Regions from separate parts of the Hordeum vulgare genome. Here regions 2 and 3 are each linked to region 1. A link is a contact called in public Hi-C data. All regions are on one chromosome and are shown on one strand. Each heading gives the region's core, a stretch centred on a gene start, on an enhancer-like site or on the middle of the called end of the contact. The rest is flanking DNA. Distances are from core to core; before and after follow the strand shown.

What was found. A called contact is a pair of places that touch in the nucleus more often than the background predicts.
Region 2: a Hi-C map of leaf shows a contact between it and region 1, with 2.6 times the contacts expected there. The contact joins the promoter of LOC123443679 here to the promoter of LOC123443651 in region 1. A contact is called at or near these places in 3 of 6 Hi-C or Micro-C datasets (leaf and seedling).
Region 3: a contact with region 1 is called in a Hi-C map of leaf, with 4 times the contacts expected there. The contact joins the promoter of LOC123443642 here to the promoter of LOC123443651 in region 1. A contact is called at or near these places in 3 of 6 Hi-C or Micro-C datasets (leaf and seedling) and 1 of 1 datasets of contacts at active chromatin or transcription factors (embryo).

What each region holds. Positions count from the first base shown.
Region 1 is chr1H:443,569,027-443,572,700 of MorexV3_pseudomolecules_assembly, forward strand. LOC123443651 (zinc finger CCCH domain-containing protein 36-like) reads left to right here and starts at 1,798. Exons shown (of 7, transcript XR_006630758.1): 1 at 1,798-2,128.
Region 2 is chr1H:443,967,834-443,971,507 of MorexV3_pseudomolecules_assembly, forward strand. LOC123443679 reads left to right here and starts at 1,709. Exons shown (of 10, transcript XM_045120188.1): 1 at 1,709-2,071; 2 at 2,661-3,591; 3 at 3,665-3,674. The coding sequence starts at 2,713.
Region 3 is chr1H:443,272,119-443,275,792 of MorexV3_pseudomolecules_assembly, forward strand. It overlaps LOC123443642 (putative E3 ubiquitin-protein ligase RING1a), which reads right to left and starts at 1,977. Exons shown (of 10, transcript XM_045120120.1): 1 at 1,671-1,977; 2 at 1,404-1,551. The coding sequence starts at 1,842.

The DNA.
Region 1 (3,674 bases), core at 548-3,047:
ACCGTGGGGCTAGTGCACCCAAACGAGATTCCCTTAACACCCTTGCCCCTTTGGGCATTCTTTAACACAACAAGAAATAAGTTCCATGCATTACATGAATAAATATGGGGAGATGGGGTCCCCCTGCCTTAGCCCTCTCCACGACACAAACCCGCGCGAGAAGCCTCCATTTAACTTAACTGAAAACTGCGTTGAAGTACATATCATAATCATTTCGATTCACTCATCCGCAGAACCAAAACGTGCCTGCATCTGCTCCAAAAAAAAATCCATTTCACCCTGTCATATGCCTTCATCCTGCCCAACTCAACAACATAGAGCGCCTTCTTTCCGTTTCTCGTCCTGATTGCATGAACACACTCATACACAACAAGGACATTATATGTGATGAGTTGAGCCTGCGTGGTACAAATGCATCTTGTTCCTTTGAGATCATGACTGACAACACCACTTTCAACCTATTTGCCAAAACTTTTGCAGCAATCTTGTATAGCATATTATAGAGGCTAACGAGGTGGAACTGGGAAAGCAATTTTGGTGAAGTTACTTTTGGGATCATAACAACGACCGTTAATTTTTTAGTGCCACCACACCCACCAGGAATTCCCTAACCACCATGCAAACAACTCCTCTAACCAACAACTAGTGCGGTTGATAGAACAATACCGGTAGCCCGTTCGACCCGATGCCTTGGTTGACCCCATTTGGAATAGAGTTGCCTCGATCTCCTCATCGCCCACTATCAACCATACATTCATTTCCTTTGAAACACCACCACCTATACATTATAACAATGCCCCGTCTGGATCGAGCCTTCTGAAGTGAATAATTTCTCATAAAAGGCCACTGCCATATTCCTCATCTCATCGTCCGTCGTGTCACGAGAACCATCATTTTGAGGAGAGCGTTGACCATTTTTTTTCCCTATGAGACACCCTATCTGTCGTCAGATTGAGCCAAAGACCGTTCAACTCCACCTCTGCATGTCGCTGTGGACCCTGCCCAGTTTGCTACACACCCCACCAAGATCCGTCTGGTCCTCGTCAACTATTTGTCACAGGTCAATAACCATGACGAGTCCATGCTTCCTCATAATTGAATCCCCTCTGCCTTTTATCTCATGTGACTTGTGTCATCATAACTTGACTAAGAAGTGCAGTGTGGCCAGATCCTTCCATCAAAATATGCTCGACACACGTCTCAGGAAACATTTACAGAAAAGTCATCATCGCATGTGGCTCGGTCTACCCCAACTTATTTTTTTTTCTCTGCATCTTTTTATTATCCCACGTAAATGGATATCCCGAGAGAACCCAGGTCTGCTAAACCACTATCGGCCAAGCAATTTCTTAAACCCTTCATTTCCACAAAACTTTGCGGGTTTCATTCTTGCTGTTCCGCTTGGAATACTACCTCATTAAAATCACCTGCGCAAAGCCAGGGAAGATCATCCTTGTTATCTGAGGCAACGGAGCATCCCAAGTTTTCACCCCTTTTTTGCTGAAGGTGTATTCCATAGCAAACGTTCGGGATGCCTTGCGAGTTCATCAAGTCTTTTTTTAAGACTTTAAATATTTTTTGAATTGTTTGAATTGCTTATCATACAATTCAAAAAAGAAAAAAGAATTTAACTATATGTCTCGTGTTGGGAGCAATGAATGCAGGGCTTTGATCGGATATATGTCCCGAAATATACCGCCGGGCCCGCCGAATTAGCAGAAACGCAAAACCACGCGCTCAGGGGCGGGGTCGTACCCTTTATAGCCGGGTTAGGGACGCCACCCCGTCGCCGTGGCGACCCAAATGCGACGCAAGGGCAGCAGAGATAGGAGAGGGGAAAGAAACTGAAGAGACCGAGGTTTTGCCCCCAAATCCCCCACCCCTCACGCGCACCTCGCCGCCGCCGCTCCCTCCCTCCCTCCCTTCCTCCACCAAACCCCCGTCGCCGCCGCGGCGCAGCACCGTAGTCGCCCCCCAATGGCGACTGCCGCTGGCCCCGTGGGCGGGCTGCCGGCGAAGGACGAGATTACGGATGTGGAAATGGAGATCATGGAGCAGCCGGAGGAGGCGGCGGAGCGGGCGGGGCTGAAGAGGCCCTGGAGCTCCGCGAGCGGCAACGGTTCTCACGGTATTGCCCCTCGATCGCCCTCTAAATGCATCCTCTACCGGTTCATGTACTGTTTATGCTTCTAGTTTCGGTGCATAATTGCTTCGAAACGCTAGATCTGTGCAGGCAAGGCTCGGACAGGAAGATCCAGTGGGGGAAAATGCGCATCTTCTAGTTTATGTGTTTGATTATTGGTTGATACTTGCTAAGCTGTTTTGCCTGTGTGGGGGGAGGCGCTGGGTAGGTGATCTGGCATCAGGGGGTGCTGGAGCTGTGATACCAGGCGAGAAATTCTACACGCAGTTCTGTAGGGTTTGCCTTGGAATGCTTGAGTTGCAATAACCGAGCCTTTCGCGCCTGTTTTTCAACTTAGCCGTTGGCGCTTATTTATGTTGCTAGCATTGCTATGCTGTTTTGGGTAGATGGGTTATGGTGAAGTTTTGTTGCTGACTATGGTTGACTTGATGACTTGTATCGGTCTATGATTGTGACGTCATTGGTACTATTAGTTGCTATACGACGAGGAGCTCGAAGCGTGTTTTAAGTAGGTGAAGCTGCTCGTGTAGTATAGCAGCAACTAGATGGTATCTCGACGCGACCTTACTATGGTAGAGCCAGCCAAGCACTGTACAGTGAAGCAGTTTGTCGTGTTGTTTGAGGCAGTTTTTTGCCGTTTCTGTATATCCTAATAGATTACGCCATCACGTGGATATAGCCATCTAGGCCAGTTGGTTGCGAAGTTGCGTGACCCTAGCGTAAGCAATTAGTTACAAAATTCCGCTTTTCATGGAATATTAATGGCTCGTATGCCTTGTTTTTGATTTTTATTAAAGAACAAACCCGTTTTTATCGCTTTAGTCAACTAACGGCCTAACACAGCAAATGTTGAGGCAAACCCTCATGTTGCTAATTTTGTTGAAGGAATGTAGAATTATTTGGTTGACCATCAAGTCGACCGATTGGCATATATAGTGAAGTGCCTTCGCGTTGCAATACGTGGCATTATGCTCATCTTGTGATTACTGTTGTGCTGATGTTAGGGAGAGGGTCAATTTTTGTTCAGTCTATTGCTCGAGACAAGAGTATGCGGTTTTGCAGGCTTGCAAACTGATATGCAACAGGTTTGCATGGCATGTTCTGACTCAGTCATGGGTCCATCTTGAGAAGTGTCTTGGAATACATTTGATTATCTCATGCGTCACAACCTTGTGGTTCACAAATATAAGGATGAAAAGGATAAATTCAGTGGCCTTCTCATTGTAGCAGGGAAGGCTTGTTTTCAGTCATGAAAATTATATTATTAAGCGTATTGTTGTGAATCTTGGAGTAGAGAAGAAAAAAAGACCTAGCACAATTGCTCCCTGCAGACCTTCCTATTACGATTGGACTTCTTATAATTTCCTGGAATCTTTCCTAATTCTCTCCCTTCTAGTAGTCTTATAATGATTACTTACCCTTTCACTTGTATTCCTTGTGAGCCATTAATCTTGCCTGACTTGGACTCCACAAAATCCAGCAGAAGCTTGTCCAAGTTGCTGCTGCTGCTGTCATTGCCCATTGCCCAATA
Region 2 (3,674 bases), core at 459-2,958, 400 kb after region 1:
CTTCGTCCCTCCGTCCGCATCACCCCACCATCCCAAGGTACAACTCCCTTTTTCCAGATTCATTAGTGTTCTACCTGAATATTTGTGAGCATTTGGTTTGCCATGGACAGAGTAATTTTTATGGATCTAGTACAACTAGTTTGTGATATGTGTGAGTTCTATGCCAGTAATTTATCTAACAAGTTCGAGATTATCCAAGTAACTCCAAAGAGATAGTGTTCCGGCGGGACTTGACATCGTCAACATGAACATAGTCCATGATAGAATTGCTAACTCTTTGATGAGCTCAAATCGATCATAGAGTTCTTTCATCTGCTCATGGACAAACTACTATTCTATTTTGTGATATGTGTAGAAGTGTGTAAAATATTTTGTGCTGCTCCTAGTAATCTAGTTGATGGGTTTTCGCTTCATAAAATTGCAAGCGTTCTAATATACCGATACATTGATGAATGATAAAATATTTGGGCTCGATTGCTAGTTCATCAACATTTCTATTTCTATGTGTTGTATTGATCCTTATAAAAAGTTGCTACTATTTTGCCATGTCAAAATATCATGTAATGCTACTCTTTTGCCATGTCAAAAGATACCATGTTCATCATAAGTCGGATGACTATTTAGTTAGATTTAAATTAGTGCTCTAAATCAGCTTGTAATAATGTTATTATCATTAAATAACGTGCAACCAATCTCTCAACTTTTAGGGGTATTTCATACATTTATCTCCATTCTTACAACACAATTTTCACAGCTACTTTTCCACAACAGATTTTCCGCAGCTGCTTTCAGAAATCCACAACCCAACTAAACACCACCTATACGCCATTAGTCGCAACCTGAGGTTTTCCCTTTTTTCGTAGATTCGTTTATTTAAAATGTTTTATCTCTTAACTATTGGATTTCTCGTGTCGTCATCTTTAAAAATAGATCTCATATTAATAGGGTTTTTTCATAGAAAAAAGGGACAAAAAACACAAACCGAATATGTTTTCCCCTTTTCGAACCCAAAGCACGTTTTTCCCTTTTCGAACCGGGAGCACGTTCTTTTTTCCTTTTGCGAGAGGCACGATCGTGCCTCTCGCGTAAGCAAATTCGTGTCTCTACATGAAATAAATGCAGGCCTCTTGCGGAAACATACGTTTTTTCTTCTCGCGGAAGCAAATCCGTGGCTCTACGAAAAGTAAATTCATACCTCTCATGGTAGGAAAAAATTGTTTTTTTTCTTTTCAAGAAACACGGTCATGCCTCTCGCGGAACCAAATCCGTGTCTTTCACGGAAGAAAATTCACGTCTCCACGAGAAGTAAATTCGTGCCTCTCACGAAAAAAAACACGGTTCTTCGCATAAAAAATCATTTTTTGGATCCAAAGCCTAAGAAAAGCCTTAAAAACAGAAAAATCATCTAAAAACGAAAAACGAGTGCAATTTAGAAAACTTTAAAAAATGACACATGAAGACGAAAAACGAGTGCAATTTAGAAAACTTTAAAAAAAGTGACGTGCTCTCAACCCGCTGCAAGTGACCCTTACGGGGACTCCCCAAGAAACGCCTTTTTTATTAAATGAAGCAGTTGCTTAGTGCGCGATATAGCGCTCTCTCCCGGCCGAACAGAGTCGACGAAGAACCCCAACCTGGGCCGGCCCATATAGACAGGGCGGTTGCGCGGATTTAGGATCCGCCTCGTCAATTCTCAAAAAAATAAAAAGGATCCGCCTCGTCTATTGGATTCCGCTGGCGAGGGCGTGCCGCGTGCGAAGGCAACCGCGTTGAGGTGGTGCCGCCGCCGCCGCCGCCGCCGCCGCCCCCCTGCTGCCGCCGCCTCTCCGTGTCCTTCCCTTCCCCACGGGCACCTCCCCACCTCATAGCCTCCCTGCCGCCTGCGTCACCCCCTACCGACTCAGTGCTACCCCCAACACCGCCGCACTACCCAGTCTGTGCTTCTCCGCTGCTGCCCCCCTCCTCTCTTCCCAATCCTCTACTTCCCCGCTGCGGACAAGCTCGACCTCTTCTAGGGGCCAAAAAGTTCGTACTCGCCGTCACCGGGAAAGTACCTTCGTGGTGTCACCAGGTAAAGATTTCATGCTCCTCGTTACTAGTTGATTTCTTTTGTTCTGCACGAATGTTTGGTACGTTGTAGATTTCTTGTTGATGAACCGTATGTACAATTGTTGTTGAAACTAATTAGAAATTCGGTCGTTGATGGCTTGATGCTTTCTTGTGAACCAAATCGAATAGTAAGATTTAATTTTACGTATTCGTTTGGTTGATTAGTTCACACCTCGTGTGCTATGTGCTTGTGCTTGTGCTAGCTCTTCGTTTGGTTGAGGTAGTACTGCCTTTTCTTGTGCCATGTGCTAAATTTGTATGGTCTTTTAATCTTGCAACAAATGAATGCAATTGTGTTGTTAGAACCTGGAAAATATGGCTGGTTACCAGAAGTTTACCTGTGTGTTTTGATTGTACTGTCTGGTGTTTCTTGTCCACGGCAAAGTGGACCGATAAGATGTTACGGGGCCTTAGAAAGATAGTGCCAACAAGGATTTCCGTTTCCTTTTATTTTATTATCTCTCTGTGAGATAATATATTGTCCATTTCTTTTTTATATAACATGCTTGCCTTGCTGCTGCTGCTTTCTGAACCTGCAATATTTCCTAAAGTGACTTTGGCAGGTCAAAACAGCTTCTTGGAGGCCACAAAGGGGGGTTGGACATGATTGATGATGAGGCTAACTTTGGCGACATCACTGATGCCCCCGCAGAAGCGGAAGCTGCTGTAAAGTTTCATCCTAAGGTGCGGGGCAAGCTTCAGAAGAAATCTGTGCCATCACTATCTGTTGTACCCAATCGTACAGTGGAAACAAGTGATGAGAAGGCTGTAGCTTTAAGTCAAGATAATTCCTCTCAAGGACTTGCCACGAATCAAGAAATAACATCTTCGACGGTTCTTGGTAGTGAAATGATTGGTGACGTGGAAGCTTGTGGGGGTACTCTTTACACACCTTCTGATGACATGCTGACAGTTTCTTCTATAGATAGGGTTTCTCGAAATGATGATCCTCATGATAATCCATCTGAAGTAGATACACACCAAGAAAACTTGGTTGTTTCAGATACCCAAGCATCATCCACCCATCCAACTAGCGAGACAGTTGATGATTTAGCTGACTTTGGGGAACTATTTGACACACATTCTGAAGAGGAAAACGTTGCAAAGTCCAAGCTAAAAATTAAGGTGAAACTCAGCAAGGCAGCATCCAAATCCCGAAAGACTGGCCAAAAGAAGGTAGCTTCAACTGTAGATGTGGTTTCACAAAATAAAGAGGATGGTAACGATGATCTCAGAGGATGCAACAATGAGCAGGTACAAGCTCCTAGACATGAAGAACATGTACAGACCTCAGATTCTCAGCCACCCTTGGGAACCGATGATGGTATAGTTGACAATTTTGCTAACCACAACCTCATCCTTGAAGAGCCTGTTCCAGCGGAAACAGCTGCAAAGTTACGCCCTAAATCACAAAGAAAACCTGGCAGGGCTTCATCCAGGGCAGTTGGGACTAGTGATGATTATGCAGCAGCTAATCTAAAGGTTAAAATCTTTTACAAATTTAAGTAAGTTCACAAATATGATATGCTGATGCTCTGCTTTTGATTGCTTTTAGGATACCAATG
Region 3 (3,674 bases), core at 727-3,226, 300 kb before region 1:
AGACTACTTGAACACTTACAAACTCATATTTGACAGGCAGAAGAGTCGATTTGATTCAATTAACCAGCTGAGAAACCTAAGCAGTGCCATTAAAATCCAAACGACATACAATAGGAGGTCAACAAAAACTATGTCTACACAATTATCTCGATCAAATATGACAAGGTGTGTGTGCTACAATCTAATAACAGAGTTTATGTAGTGAACAAAATGCTTTCCTAACAGGAAACTGCACTGATCCTACAGCAACAGAGGGGTTGATTTGCAACTCGCATCAGTAGCGAGAAAAGATTCATAGAAACAGCAGTGCATTTCAGTACCGAGGAAAGATTCATAGAGACAGCTGATGCCTGATGGAACGTAAAGCATATGCTATCACGAGAATAAGAAATGCATTTGCATAATACTGAGTTAAGACACATAAACAGTGTAAGACCTATCGCGGTCATGGAGGTCAGGACAGCAACAGTAGAAGCAGAGAGATGTTCAGAGCACGACAGGACAAGTCATGGCCAAGACAGTGCAGGAAACACGAAGATGCTCCCAATGCAGAGGAAGGCGGCACCTGTTACGAAACTGGGAAAATCCACCGGAAGATCTTACATGGGCTGGGTGAGCTTGAATAGTGTTTGCCATAAGGACACGGCCTCTCCACACAACCATTAGACGTGATGAACAAGGGTGCACACGGGTGGGAGGCAGGCTTGGGCAGGGAGCTCCCACGGGTATAAGCATGGCAAGACCATTGCGATCCAGGAGGTCAGGCTAGCAGCAGAGATGGGACGAAAGTGTTGGCCGTGGCCGCACACGATTCAGAAGCAAGAGAAACAGGGAATTTTTCAGTGGACAGCTGAACCACGACGAACATGACCGCCAGTTGAGATGTGGCTGGCGACTCCGGGGTAACAGCTTCGGTATGCGGCGATCGACCCTGGATGCCGGTCCCAGCATTTGCCGTCGCGAGCACGGCGACTCCGCGGAGCCGTGTGACGAAAGCATGCATGCTACAGAAAGATCCCATGACTCGGCGGTGACCGGAGCACTCACGGCGGCCGGGACGGACGAAGCGGTCAGCACCTGCGCCTAACCACGAGGACGACTCGTGGTGGGCTGCCGCTGCCGCCGCCACGAGAAACCCGACCCAGCATACGAAGCACGACACGACGAAGATCCAGCGCTCAGCCCGACGAGGCGAGACGATGCGGCCATCGGCGGTGCCGCCGGCCCAGGGGGGCTCCCCTGACGATGACCTCCGATACCACCCCGGCGAAGCGAAGCTAGCGTACGGGGACGCGGCGTGACGACGACGGGAAATCGGCACGGATGCGAGAGGAGGCAGAGGAGAAGGAGATAGGAAGGGGCTGAGAGGGAGGAGGGAGGAGAGGCGTGGACGGTCCACATACTCGTCCATGTCGGCGGCGTCGCTCTCCGACGACTGGCTGTCGTCGCCGTTCTCGTCGTCCCCGCCGCTGCCGCCGCCTTCCTCGTGCTCGTTCTCCTTCTTCCGCTCTTCCTCCTCCTCGTCGTCCTCGTCCTCCCCCGCGTCGGAATCTGCAGAGCCCGTCAAACACGCAAGCCAGTCAGCGACCCCGGCACCGAAACAGAGGACGCGATGCGTACATCGCGTGGGAGATGAGTCGGCGGCGCGCGTCGCTCGAAGCAGCTCTCACCACCACCGTCCTTGGCCAGCTCCGCGGAGCCCCCGTTGGCCGCCCTCGGGGCTGCGCCGCCGCCACCCTCCGTGCCGGAGCCGGCGGCCCCGGCAGCGGCAGCCTCCTCCTCCTCGACGACGTGGCCGTCGTCCGCGTCTGGCGACGGGTGCGGGCGCTTCTGCGCGGGCATTCCGGCCGGCTGGCTACCCTCCCCGCTCCTCGGCGCGGCGCTCGTCTCGGGCCCGCGGGGGAGAGGACGGGCGCGCGTGGGCGGGCGGGTGGGCGGGCGGAGGAGTGAGAGGGAGGAGGCAGGAGGTGGGTGGAAGCGGCTCGAGTCGAGGGGGAGGCGGAGAGCGAGAGGAAAAGAAAGAAAGGCGAGGCGAGGCAGGGGGAGGGGGTGGGGGTGGTGCCTGCCCTTCCCTGTGCAGCTGTGCTGCGTCGCGTGTAACTTTGGGTTGGTGCGCCCACGGCCCGACCCGCCCACGCCCCGGCCCGGTGGAACCGCCCTCCGGAACAAAATTTTAACTCGCGGCTTGCTTACGCTATATAGGAAAAATAATAAAGACCGTGGGGGGAGGACGAGCTCCAGTCCGTCGTCTCCGGCGAGACGGTTCGTCGTCGGTGAGCCTTTGGGGTCAACGGCGGTAAGCCGGAGGAACTTTCCAAGGGGGAGGCGCAGGCTGCATACGGGACGTGCGCTGCGTACGTAGGCTTGCCCGATGCAGGAAGGTGGTGATGATTGGGAGTGGTACTCGGTTCCGTTGACTAATGCATCCATGTAAGTTGTGTTCTTCAGCGTGTGGCATCTAAGCCACGGTTGGTAGATCCGGTCCTTAAACACGGCTTAACTAGTAGGAGTATTTCCTCTGTAAACTTAATATAAACGCATTTAGAATATTATTTTAGTAATCTAAACACTCTTAGGCCCTGCTTGGGATGCCGTTTCTATGCCAAATACATTTGTAAAAGAAATATACATCTTCATCCATCGGTTTAGTTTCAGCTGGTTTTATACTTATGACTGGTATAATACCTGTGTAAACTATTACACCTGTAAAAACAAAAAAGTATCCCAAGCAAGGCCTTATCATTCACATTCGTACTCTTTATATTATTAGACATCCTATATTCATATTAACCATGTAACTTGAAGATAAATTACATAGATTATTGCATGGACTACGAAACGGAATTAGATATGTATATTCCGATCATCAAAAGATCCCATTTCGATCTACAAAAGCTAGTCAAAATTCATATAATCCACATACGACGAACAAGTTCTAACGACAGTACTAAATAACTACAAATTAAACGAGGAAACTCATCACTTCCTCATCGAGCCTTTGCCCTATCGGTCACTGACACGGTTGTAGGCGTCCGCGACTGGTGGATAGTCTTGGTCATCGTCGGAGGAGGTGCAGTTGTCGACATCGCCGTCGTCAGAGTCGGAGATGACGATGAGGCCCTTCATCCAACGCCCGCCGCGTCCCGTCGCCTCTCATGGCGGGCGGTGCGCACTTTCGATTCCTGGGTGCGCATGCGGGCCGGCAACGCGTTCAATAGCACCCACCGCTCCCCATGTGGAGGAGCGGTTCGCGGGGGGGGGGGACTTCGCAGGGGCGGCACAAACTGTGTTGTCCTGGCGAAGTTGCGCGTGGGCCGGGAGGGTCCAGCTCCGGCGGCTGCACTGCGCCGACTCAAGCTGCAGCGATGCTCCGGATCCAGAGTTGCATCTAGTGTCCACCTCGGACCGCTCCAAGGCAATGCGGAGGGCCAACTCCTCGTCCCAGTCGAGGTCAAAGCCAGAGTGGCTCCCGGAGCTGGACATCGGAGTGGATGGGATATGAAACGTAAAGGGAGATGAGAGGACGGAGCGAGAGATAGTGAACTAGGGCTCAGAGCGAGGCGTTGGATGGGGTTTTTCGTGGGACGATGGTTAAGTTGGTGGTGGGCCGGACCTCTCAGCTAGGACATGGCGGGCGTGGCGGAAGCGCCCAGGCGTGACCAGGCCGCCCCATA